3 separate regions of the Mus musculus genome follow, and regions 1 and 2 are each linked to region 3. The links are chromatin contacts, called in public promoter capture Hi-C maps. All regions are on one chromosome and are shown on one strand. The core of a region is the stretch at or near the end of the contact, and the rest is flanking DNA. Distances in the headings are between cores, read along the strand shown.

Region 1 (3,562 bases), core at 926-3,425, 3.3 Mb before region 3:
CCCTGTCCTCTCTCTTCTCCTGAGAGTTGGGCATATCCTATTCTGTCAAATCTTTCTCTGATTCATCACTTTATCTGCCGCTCAACTAGACATCACTTTCAAACATCGATGCTTCCTTCTACAAACTAACTTCACCTTTGTTGTTTGGCATTAAAGGTGTGTGCTAAGGGCTGAGCCACACCACAACTAGAGACAGATTTTTTTTTTCAGTAACTAACACAGTCTGGGGGTTCACAGTGTGATCAAATATCCTGCAATACACATGTATGAATGCATCACACACACACATACAAACAAAAGTTTAAAAAATTCTGTGACAGTTCAAGACTTGGAAATTTGCAAATGTCACAGAAGTATGAATAAGAAGCTAAGTGCTGAGAGGCAGCATCTTTCCTGCAGGTTAGCTTTCACAGAGCCAGAGGTGCAGTGTAGGCTGCTGGGAGAGAAGAGATGTCAGCAGTCTTACCCAGATGTGAATCCTCTGAACTGCAATAGTGACCAGCAAGGCACAAATGCTTTCGTGGTAGCCAACAGCGTTTTGGTTGGACTTACAGCTTGTTCCACAGGAGGATGTGCATGTCTGGTATTGCAAATCTGGCCAAGAACCCATGGTTAGGGAGCCTACTGGTCCCAGGGTGAACCTACTGCTATTATTTGCTAAATGGTCACACTATCAAACTGCCTTCTAAATTCACTCTATATCCATAAAACTAATGCAGCTTACAGACGCCATCAGAGAAGGTTTTCTGTGCCATGGACAGCACAACTGGTCGAGGGGCTGGGAATAAGAGTCTGTGGAGGGCTCTGCCACCGGTGTGAAATATGTATCAAATCAGGACGGAAAGACTGTAAGAGCCAGAGGTCAGAGAGGACCAGAGTAAAACAGACTCTTGTGGGCACTTCAGGGCCACTGCGCCGGCAAACCACAGCAGCTGTGGTTGTCTGTACATGATCAAGCCAGTTAACATTTCAGTACAGAGAGGGGAGAGGCTATGAGCCCCCACTGGAGGAGCTAGTTAGTTATAGCTGAATGTTTCTGGGGGAAGGAAAGTCAGTTTTTTAAAGGGTTGCAGCAGATTAGACTTGGTGCCTTTTAAAAAAACAAAAACAGGAGGAAGAGAGGGTGGGTGTAGGAGGAGTTAAGGGGAGAGAGTGCGGTAAATACGACTAAAATACACTGTGTTTATGTATTAAATTCTCAATGAATGAATAAAAGTATTATCTTTTAAGTGTAAAGGAATTAGTTGCTGTTTGTTATTGTAAATAGGCTATGTTTATTTAAATAGTATGGTTATGTATTTAATATCTATCTATGCTGTACAGAGAGTTTTGAAGTATGCTTAAAACATGACACTTCCTTAGCATTCTCCCATTGTTCTTAAATGTCGTTTAATCTAATCGTTGTAAGTTAATGCATGGTATTCCCAGCTGGAAAGCGGCGTTGAAGGTAGGTACCTCAGAGCTGGGTCATGAGTCCTGACAAGAATTATGTAGAAAGCTCGATTCAGCTTCTTTCCCAGGATCGACGTCTATAATTGATCTGGTTTTGATAAGCACAGTGGGAGCTACGGGTGTGCCCGTTTGAGGATTGACTTGCCATTTCAGGTTAGGGGAACAGAGAGGGAGAGAGGATTGTGGGTAAACACACAGAGAGGTAGCTGCTGAGTTGGAAGTAGGGCCTAGTTTGGGGGGTGGTCACTTAGTACCAACTCATGGGGAGACTTAAGTCAGGCAGCAAGTGTGAGGACTACTTGGGCAAAACGCATGAATTCCGAGTCAGCCTGGGCAACTTGGTGAGACCCTGCCTCCAAAGAAAAAAGTGAAGGGAGAGAAAGCTAGGTATGGCATAGACCTATAATCCTAGTACTAAGGAGGTTGTGGCCAGCCTGGGCTAGGCTAGTTATGTGTGAAGGCCCTGCCTCAAAACCCCAAAAATATTGGTACTAGTGCCTGTGCAAAACCAAGCAAACAAATTTGGGACTAGTAACTCTTGCAGCTGGAGACCGAGGAAGTCCAGCTGGAAGAGAAGAAAGGTCTGCCAAGGCCTGGGCAGCCGGAAGGCCAAGCGGCCAGCTGGGCTCCGGGCAGCAGTCGCCCTGCTGCATCTGCGGCTCCTGATGTTGCCTGGCAACCCGGGTGGCGCGCCGTTCGAACGGAAGCGACGGGCCAATCAGGAAGTCCGGGGCGAACCATTGCAGCAACGGGGACGGCGGGCTCACTTCCCTTTCCTCTGGGGCCCCAGGGACGTTCTCCCGGAGGGAATCGTGGGACAGCCAGGGCGTCCCACTCGGAAGAGCTCGCCGGTCTTCACACGTAGTAGCCTTCTCAGGTCTGCAGGGACCACCAGCTGTCAGCCTCGGCAGCCGGCGAGGAGCGGGATTCCTCTGGACGTGGGCTGCAGGTGAGCATGGGGGTAGGAGGCGGAGGGTCCCGGGGCAGTGCCCACGCATTAACCCGGGCAAGAGTCTCAGTACAGGGGGTCGACAGAGGAGAGTTCGTGTCTAGTGTCCAGCCCAGGGGGCCAGCAAAGGATCCAGGCTGTTTCCCTTTCCCACTCTGCAGTTCCCGCTCCTGGCCGATCAGAGGAACCCCGCGGGTTACTCTTTAAGGGGCTTATTGGGAAGACGTGGCTCAGGGGATCCCAGGGCTAGGCTACCCGTGCCCTACCGGCCCTTGGAGTTCCCCTTCAGGACATATACCATTCCCTCCCCATTCGCAACTTTTCTGCCTTACAGGGTTCTACAGAGTCCCAGTTCCCAGTGCTGCCCTCTCAGAGGGCCTCCCTGGGTTGAGTCCCTAGGACTGCAGGGCAGGGTTGAGTCCCTAGGACTGCGGATCCAAAGGCCTTGGAAGTCATGTGGATGTGTGTGTGTGTGTGTGTGTGTGTGTGTGGTACCTCTAAGCCAGAGTTGCTGGAACTGGACTTGAGAGTTGGGTGCAGGGTCAGACCCTCCCAAGTAGAGCATCTAATTTAGGCTGGACTCTTACCTACCCCCCTGTTGTTGATCTCGTTTCGTAGGTGGGGAATCTGAGGTTCTGTGAAGTTGAGGCTGTTGCTCAAAGGCACAGACTTAACTATGCAGAAGTCTTCAGTCCTTGACACAGGGAATCACCGACTCGATGGAGGATCTCTTATGAAGGGAACTACTCTTCCTCTGAGCCTCATTCTGGCTCTGGGGGAGCTGTGCTTGTCCATCTGTCTTTGTGTCATGCTCCCTACTCCAACTCTTGTATGGCCCAAGCTGGCCTCAATCTTACTATGTATGACCAGGCTGGTCTTGAACTCTCCGTCTTCCTAAATCTGCCTCCTCGGATGACAAGCATGTGCCACTGGCACACCAGTTCTGTGCCATTTTCGGGATAGAACCCAGGGCTTGGTTTGTGCTAAGAGAGCAATCTACTAGATGAGTTACACCACTGCCTCATTTCTTTCCACGTCGTCTAGCTTCCTGTAGCCTGATCTCTCCCCGAGTGTCCTGTTTTTCTCAGTAGCGTCTGTTCCATATTATGCGTGAGGTGTCTTATTAAGCAGTTTATTATCTTCCCCAGTGGAATGTGTCGG
Region 2 (3,836 bases), core at 568-3,067, 4.8 Mb after region 3:
AGAACTGGCAAACTGGCTCAGCAGGTGAAAGTACTTGCCAGGCAAGTCTGACAACCTAAGTTCAATTCCCAGAACCCACAGTGAAAGGAAAACTGGCTCCTCAAAGCACCGTGGCACTCCCGTACCCAAGTCCTCAGACCATAATAAATATATCAGTACTTGGATGTAAGAATGAACCCACCTTTAGTTTTTATTTTTGTCTCCCCCAAGTACCAGGAAATCCAACAGACTCTATTTTCATTTTATTTGAATGTACACCGAACAAAAAATTAAGCTTTAAAGCCAAGCTTTTACGTTTAGAATGTTTGGCCCTGTTTTAAATACTTTTGCATTCTCAACTAAAAGAAGACTGGAGAGCAGACACCAGTTCACTTTATTACACTGAGTGCTCAAATTTAAAAGTTTATCAGCACTCAAAACCTTTGGATTTAGTCTTTACTATAAATCAACATATACATACACTTAAAATCTTGCTGAGGTTCAACAGACTTCAAGGTCTGAAATATTTGTAGCTCATAGCATTAAACCCAAACATGACTTAATATCAAGGCACAGCTAAGCATGGTCCGTTTTCAAGAAAACTATCCATTTAATCTAATGAGCCAGCCTGCACCTGCAAGCCAGTTGCTATATCCTAAGAAAAAACCAAAGTTGTTATTCAGTGAAAACACTCTGTAGACAGATAAGTGGGTACCAACTGTTTCCCGGCGCACAGATGTAGCAACAGGATAGTATTTCTAGCAGTGAGGCAAGGCCTTGCCAGCAAATCATTGACCAAAAATGGTAACATTGTGCAGACTACAGTGACAAAATGTTCCACCTGATCGCCCAGTTGAGATACTGTTTTACAACCGATTTGAGTAACACTTTGGAGGTAGAGAAGTTTGTAAATTAAGCAAAATCTCTACCATCTCAATACAACGAATGTTTCTCTTTTTAAAGGGCTGGAGTAATTATACGGGCTTTCTGAAAGTTTTTAAATTTGCATCTGAAAAGCAACAACATCATGTCCAGGACTTGCACCCAAAGTTGTGGTAAAGCCTTGTTCTCAGGTAAAGGCAAATTTCTAGCATGGATGAATGGACCCGGCAGGGAAGGGTTAAAAGAGCCACTGCCAAGCTTGACAAGCCCAACGAGAGTGCCACTGAAGCTGATTGCCAGATACGACAAACAAAGCCACGGCAAGGCCACCCGGTTCTTAATCACGCTCACTAGCAATTACTCCGCCCTCTAGAGTGTTCAATAAAATCCTTTTCCTTCTCAGTAAAAAGGGCTGGAAAAGCTCACGGGTCACCAAGCTGGCCTTGGAGAAAACCGCGCCCACACGGATGGTCTCAGGTTCGGCCGCCCATCCCGGGGATCTACCGACTTCGGGATCGAAGGCAGCGAGGCCGGGCCGAAGGGGATCCCGGGCGGCGGCCTGGAACGGTGGGCATGATGCCGCCCAGGAGCTGCCTTGGAACCGACCCCTCCCTTAGCACACGCCCGAGGATCACTCACCATGTTCGCTGGGGCGGACTTCGGGAGGAGAGCTAGGAGCCTGACGGCAAAGTCTGTGCACCTTCGTCCTCCGGGTAGCAAAAGCAGGAGAGCAGGCGCAGGGCGGACGCGGCAGCTCGAGCTTATTAAGGGCGGGCACGAGTTCCAGCCAGACTGCGGCTGCGCGCGCCCCTCGCTCCGCCCACCGTTGCTACGCAACAGGCCGGCCTCCCCAGACAGGCCCCACCCAGGAGTCCCAATAGTCTCCAGACAACTGGAAACCCCTCTCCAGTTAAGGGGAGTGCATGGGTTCCCCGCCCAGAGGAGCGCCCGGGCTGCTGCTCCGTGAAGGGTGGACACAGGACGCTCCGGGGAATCTGGCCCTGCCCTGGAGGCGGGACCACGCGATGCCCCGCCTACCGCGCGGCCTTTGCCCATACATGGAAGTCGCCACCTGGCCAGGTGTGCGCGCCGCTAGGGGCGGGGCCCCGGCGCGGAGTGGGCGGGGCGAATGCCGGTGGGCGGGTGCTCTGCTTGGCGACGAGAACTCTCAAAACGGCTCTCAGGGACCGCGACCCGCATTTTTTTACCTACTTTGGTGCTGTTCCCACCACCCAGTCCTGATTGGTCAGCGCGGCACTTCGGGCCGTCGCGTGAGAGGGAAAAATCTGCACAGTTTTCCTCCTTCCTGAGGCGACCGTGGCTGATCAAAGTGCTGTGTGAGTCAGCGCTTATTCCAGGACTGGAAAACAGGAGTGATTTGTTTATCTTCTGAGCGGGCTGGGAGGAGGCCCAGTGGCCCGCGGGGGGTGCGTGGGGGACGCCGCGTGGCCCGGGACTGTGGGCCGGGCCCCGCCGCTGCGCTTGGGGGTTTCTCATTGGGGAATTGTGTTTTCCTAAAGGGCGGTTGCACGGAAATACTGCTTCCACAGGGCCACCCGCAATCCTAGCCTTGTTTTCTCCGGGTGTTTTTGTAGCGAATAAAAGGAACTCGTAAGACGTGGGATGATCACCTCACTTTTGAACTGAATTTAGGCAACGAGAACATCAGGATCTCTATAAAAAAAGTCTTAATTATCTAAGAAGGCTTTTGGGCAACATGATCGTTGTTTTTCTTTGTTTCTGTTTTCTGGGCGCTATATAAAAAAAATCTACCCTAGGTAGCAAACCGCGGTTCCCATTAGTTTTAAGGGTTTTGTTTCTTTCTTAAGATTAAAGGCAAGTCGTGGCAATTCTAATCCCTTACTGCATTGCCACGGGGTGTTTGGCAGGCTACGGCAGTGGCGTCAGAATCACCTGGAGAGTTTGCTCAAAGATTTCTTAGTTCTGGCTCCGTGCACCTAGAATGTAACCTAAGAGTTTGCCCTTTTAACAAGTCTTTGGTATTAATAATTGGTAATCACACTGAAGAGAAAGAACCTACATCCAGCTGCAGCCCGAACCCTTCTGGCTTATTTTTGTTTTTTTTTGGGGTTGGTTTTTTGTTTTTTTCTGCTCAGGACTCTGACCCCACTAAATGAGACTTCATTTAAGGACGGTTCAACCTATCATTGGTGTTTCGTCCTCCACAATCCTGTCCAAATACAAGAATGCTGTTTACTGCATAAAATTTTCTGTGCCTTCTTCCAGATTTTTTTTTTTTTTTTTTTTTTTTTTTTTGTCCTGGAACTCACTTTGTAGACCAGGCTGGCCTCGAACTCAGAAATCCGCCTCCCAAGAGCTGGGATTAAAGGCGTGCGCCGCCACCACCCAGCTTCTTCCAGAATCTTAAGCAAGTCTCTCTGGCTCCTCTGCCTCTAGCCTCACTCCCTCTCCTTATGGATTTGCCCAGTAACTGTGTTCCTATCACCTGCCAGCCTGGATTTTTTTTTTTTTTGACATATTTCCAGCGAATCCGTTTTATGTCTTTCCATAATCATTAACTTCATGGAAATCAGGGAACGGGGAGGGGACACCTTTCTTGGGCTTTCATGGATGTTTTGTGGCTATGAACTGTTTTTTTTTTTAATATATTTGCCACTGTTCCCAGATCAAACTGGGAGTCCCAGAAAGACAGAAATTTGGGGTGCGTTCTACATGAAGGGGCCCAGCCCATCAATGTGCTACATGTTTAATAAATGTTTTCCTAAGTGAGCCAGTATCTGAAGATGGTTTAGGATTTGTCAGACAAATTAATGTATCTGCTCACCGTAACCTCAAATGAACTCCCACCGAACTTTAACCCCCACATTTACCCCCAGTTGCTCTAGCTATTTTTATTCTTCTCATTCTGAGAAGGATCAAATTTTAATAAAATGCTATATTGACCAAATGTTGAAACCTAATTCCCAATGTGATGTAATACTATTTGAAAGTCG
Region 3 (3,497 bases), core at 129-2,628:
TTCAAGAGCCTTTATTATTTTATTGAGACACGTTCTCTCTATGTATTTCTGCCACTTCTATGTAGACCACACTGGCTTTGAACTCATGACATCCGCCTCTGCCTTTTGTGCTGGGAATAAAGGTGTGCACGACCATGCCTGGGCCAACATTTTTTTTTTTTTGGTTTTTCGAGACAGGGTTTCTCTGTGTAGCCCTGGCTGTCCCGGAACTCACTTTGTAGACCAGGCTGGCCTCGAACTCAGAAATCCGCCTGCCTCTGCCTCCCAAGTGCTGGGATTCAAGGCGTGCGCCACCATGCCCGGTTTCATTTTTTTAAGCTTATCAGTTTATGAACGATGGATTCCACACAGAGCAAGGAGGAAGCTGGCCCTATAGATGAATTCGGAGCCAGCTTGATACTGCTCTTGCCACTCTCTCACCAAGGTCCTCCGACTCAACAATCAATCTGAAGTGCTGTTTGCTTAGTAGTTTAGGTACATTCCCTCAATCATCATTGCACAAGTCACTGTAACAACTTTACAAAAAGAGTTACAAACTTACTTGCTTCATTCTACGGAAGCAAGGGAGTCAGAGCTATGCTTACTAAGTTCCAGGATTTTTTTGAAAGCAGTTCTATATGAAAACAGCTCTAGGGATGCTGGCTTAACAATGTTCTCCAAGGTAACCATATTTCTCTGTCCAACCACCTCATCCCCACTTCTTTAGGCCACAATGCTTCGCCCTAACATTGGTCACGCCCCCAAAGATGATCACCCCTATTTCTGGTCCTCAGCTACCCACAGAACCCGGTCATCTTTCTCTCTTAAGGAGAGAGCAGTACGACCGAAACATAGTAGAGTGAGAGTCAGAAAGATGCTCCACTCCCATGGTTCATACTGTAGTTTCCTGGAGTTGGACCTCAGAAACGGCAGCCGTGCCCCGGGCCTCATTTCCAGCTGGGAGTCGCTTCTTACATCCCCCGGCCCCAAACTGCTGCTCTCCTCCGGGTATGGCAAACTCACCGCCACGGTTCTGCACATAAAAAAGCCTGATGCCAGGTTGCAGAGACACCACGTGGAGGAAAGGACAACATCCATGTCTTATTGAGCCTAAGAAAAGGGAAGAGGTCCCTGGTGCCGCGGCGTTGCCAGACGGCCAGGCAGGAGCGCTCACTTACCTGCTCGATCTCGGTCAGCGCCGCCAAGGCGACTCGGTCCCGGGTTCCGCCCCGGTCGCGGTCCCGGGCCAGAAGAGTTTCTCTCCTGTTCTCCTCTTCCTCCCAGAGGCTCCGCCTGAGAAGCCGACGTCCAGGAGGCGAGGAACGGTTAAGCGCCGGTAGTGGCTTCCCGCGCGCCGCAAGCTGCAATGTGCGCAGGCGCTAGCATCCCGGTTCCCGTCGACTCCCGCCTCCCCGCGACGGGCAGCTACGCGAGCCAGTAGAAAACTTGGCTCCGCCCAGGTGTGGCGGCAAAGACAGTGTAGGTTCCGGGTTAGGCACTATCCTAGAAGATCCGGTTGAGGGAGCTCTGATTGGATGTTGTGGAGAGGGTGGAGTCAACGCGCTTAGCTGTGGAAGGCTTGGTTAATAAGAGATATCTGTCTTTGCTAGATCTGGCTCCCTTCTTCTGTGTGTGTTGGGATGATATCTTGTGGAGACTCGTGAAGCTTCAACGTGGAGCTTCACTGGTTGATGCTAACTAGGGAGACAACAGCATGGCTTCAATAAGGCTCTGGACTGAACCCAGCACATAGACACCCGTAGTGTAGGAACCCGGTGGAAGGCTAAATCTGAGAGTCTGTGGAAGTCCTTGTGGTCAAATATGGTCAAATATCTTAGCTGAGCGCACCCTTCCTAAGGTGAAGCTACTTAGAGTTGACAAGCAGATGAACTTATAAGAGAACAAATTTTAGTCTAGTGAGAACTGAGGTCGAAGAGGCGGGCAAGGGGACAATGGTAGTTGACTTTCTATGCAGTGCAAATTGAGTTTCCTGCTGGCTCCAGCTGCGGCGCAGTACCACCTCATTTAAGACACTGAATTTGTTTTAATCTGGAGCTGTCTAGATACCTAGCATAGAAATGGAGCCATTTCGCGTGGGAAATTGGGAAACTGCTTCGTGTATCAAAACCCAAAGAGCTAACTTTGCTGAGACCTGATTCTTTGCTTCATCTGCCCGGCTAGGAGAGCTGTTTGTAAGTGGCTTTGTTCAATTAAGTACTTTAATCTGTATTTTGTTACCAACCTCTCGGCTCCTTTTGCTCATGTTACTAAGGGAACATTTGTTTTTAGATTTAAGAAACGAGAATGGCTGTTCAATATAGGTCACTTCCCACTGGAGTTAAGTGAGTGAAAAGTTTTCATTATTGAAAGAATTAAGTTGGAGTCTGAGTTTCAAGGATGAATAAGTGCCTTTGGAGCAGTAGTTACACAAAAATATGTAGTAAACCTGGGGATAAAGTAGTGGTAGGTCCCAGGACTTTTCCTGAGGGAGAACTTGACCTTTATTCTTTCAGTAGCCCTTGAATTTGGGAGATTAGAGATGCCTCTGATTCTAAAGGACTGGCCACTGACACAGTTGAGCGTATTCGTCAAGGTTCTCTAGAGGATAGAATCTCTCTCTCTCTCTCTCTCTCTCTCTCTCTCTCTCTCTCCCTCTCCCCTTCCTCTCCTCCACCCCTCCCCCCTCTCCCTCTTTCTCTCCCCTTCCCCTCCCCTCTCTCTCTCTTTCTCTCCCCTCCCCCTCCCCCTCCTCCACCATTCCACCACCCCCATATTAGTCAGGGTTCTCCTTGCCTCAATCTCCTGGCATTAAAGGTGTGTACTACCTTGTTTAGCCTAAACTTTTCATGGCCACTATGCCCCAAAATCTCCATGCCAAGATGCAGGTTAGAAACTTGTGTCTTCCAGCCTCAAGATCTGGATCACAGGTGTGTCCTCCAATTCTGGATTGTAGTTCATTCCAGATATAGCCAAACTGACAACCAGGAATAACCACTACAATCCATCCCTTGTCAACTTGACATAAATAATATCTCATGTCCAGACCGTCAGTGAGTGTTAGGACTGTCACCTTCAGTGTATGTGTGAGTGTCTGTGTAATGGTGGTTGAACACAAGGCCTGCTCAGCATGCTAAGCAAAATCTTTGCCCACTCTTCAATTTTGGACTTGGCAGTTTCTAGAGTCAGTGTTGAAAGCTGGGCATACACATAGTTACTTGCAGCTTCAGCACTGTGTCTTTTGGGTATCATCAGTGTGATTGTGATGTGAGTTTGCCTACCTGGTAACCAGCTGCCTCCTCTGTAAAGCACGAACACTAATAATATTCTTGGGAAGAGCTTCACATGGGTCTCTGTCCAAATTAGCATCCAGAAATAGAACTGAATTATGTTTTATACTTTATGTACACAGTAACTTCATTTGCCAACAGTCCTAAGGAAATGATTGGCTTTTACATTTGGAACAACCATATGACAGATCGGTGGGATTTGTTACCCAATCACATGAGCAGTTTTGGTAA

Evidence for each region. Promoter capture Hi-C pulls out the DNA fragments that hold promoters and counts their contacts.
Region 1: a contact with region 3 is called in a promoter capture Hi-C map of liver, with 5 times the contacts expected there. The contact joins the promoter of Fam110a here to the promoter of Nxt1 in region 3. A contact is called at or near these places in 4 of 39 promoter capture datasets (cranial neural crest, liver, maxillary cranial neural crest and 1 more) and 1 of 484 Hi-C or Micro-C datasets (regulatory T cells).
Region 2: a promoter capture Hi-C map of pre-B cells shows a contact between it and region 3, with 2.6 times the contacts expected there. The contact joins the promoter of Dstn here to the promoter of Nxt1 in region 3. A contact is called at or near these places in 2 of 39 promoter capture datasets (cranial neural crest and pre-B cells) and 1 of 484 Hi-C or Micro-C datasets (CD4 T cells).

Annotation. Positions count from the first base shown.
Region 1 is chr2:151,978,832-151,982,393 of GRCm38.p6, reverse strand. Fam110a (family with sequence similarity 110, member A) reads left to right here and starts at 2,175. Exons shown (of 2, transcript NM_146127.3): 1 at 2,175-2,401.
Region 2 is chr2:143,913,312-143,917,147 of GRCm38.p6, reverse strand. It overlaps Dstn (destrin), which reads right to left and starts at 1,817. Exons shown (of 4, transcript NM_019771.2): 1 at 1,501-1,817. The coding sequence starts at 1,503. It also overlaps a transcript of Bfsp1 not described here.
Region 3 is chr2:148,670,496-148,673,992 of GRCm38.p6, reverse strand. Nxt1 (NTF2-related export protein 1) reads right to left here and starts at 1,378. Exons shown (of 2, transcript NM_019761.6): 1 at 1,158-1,378.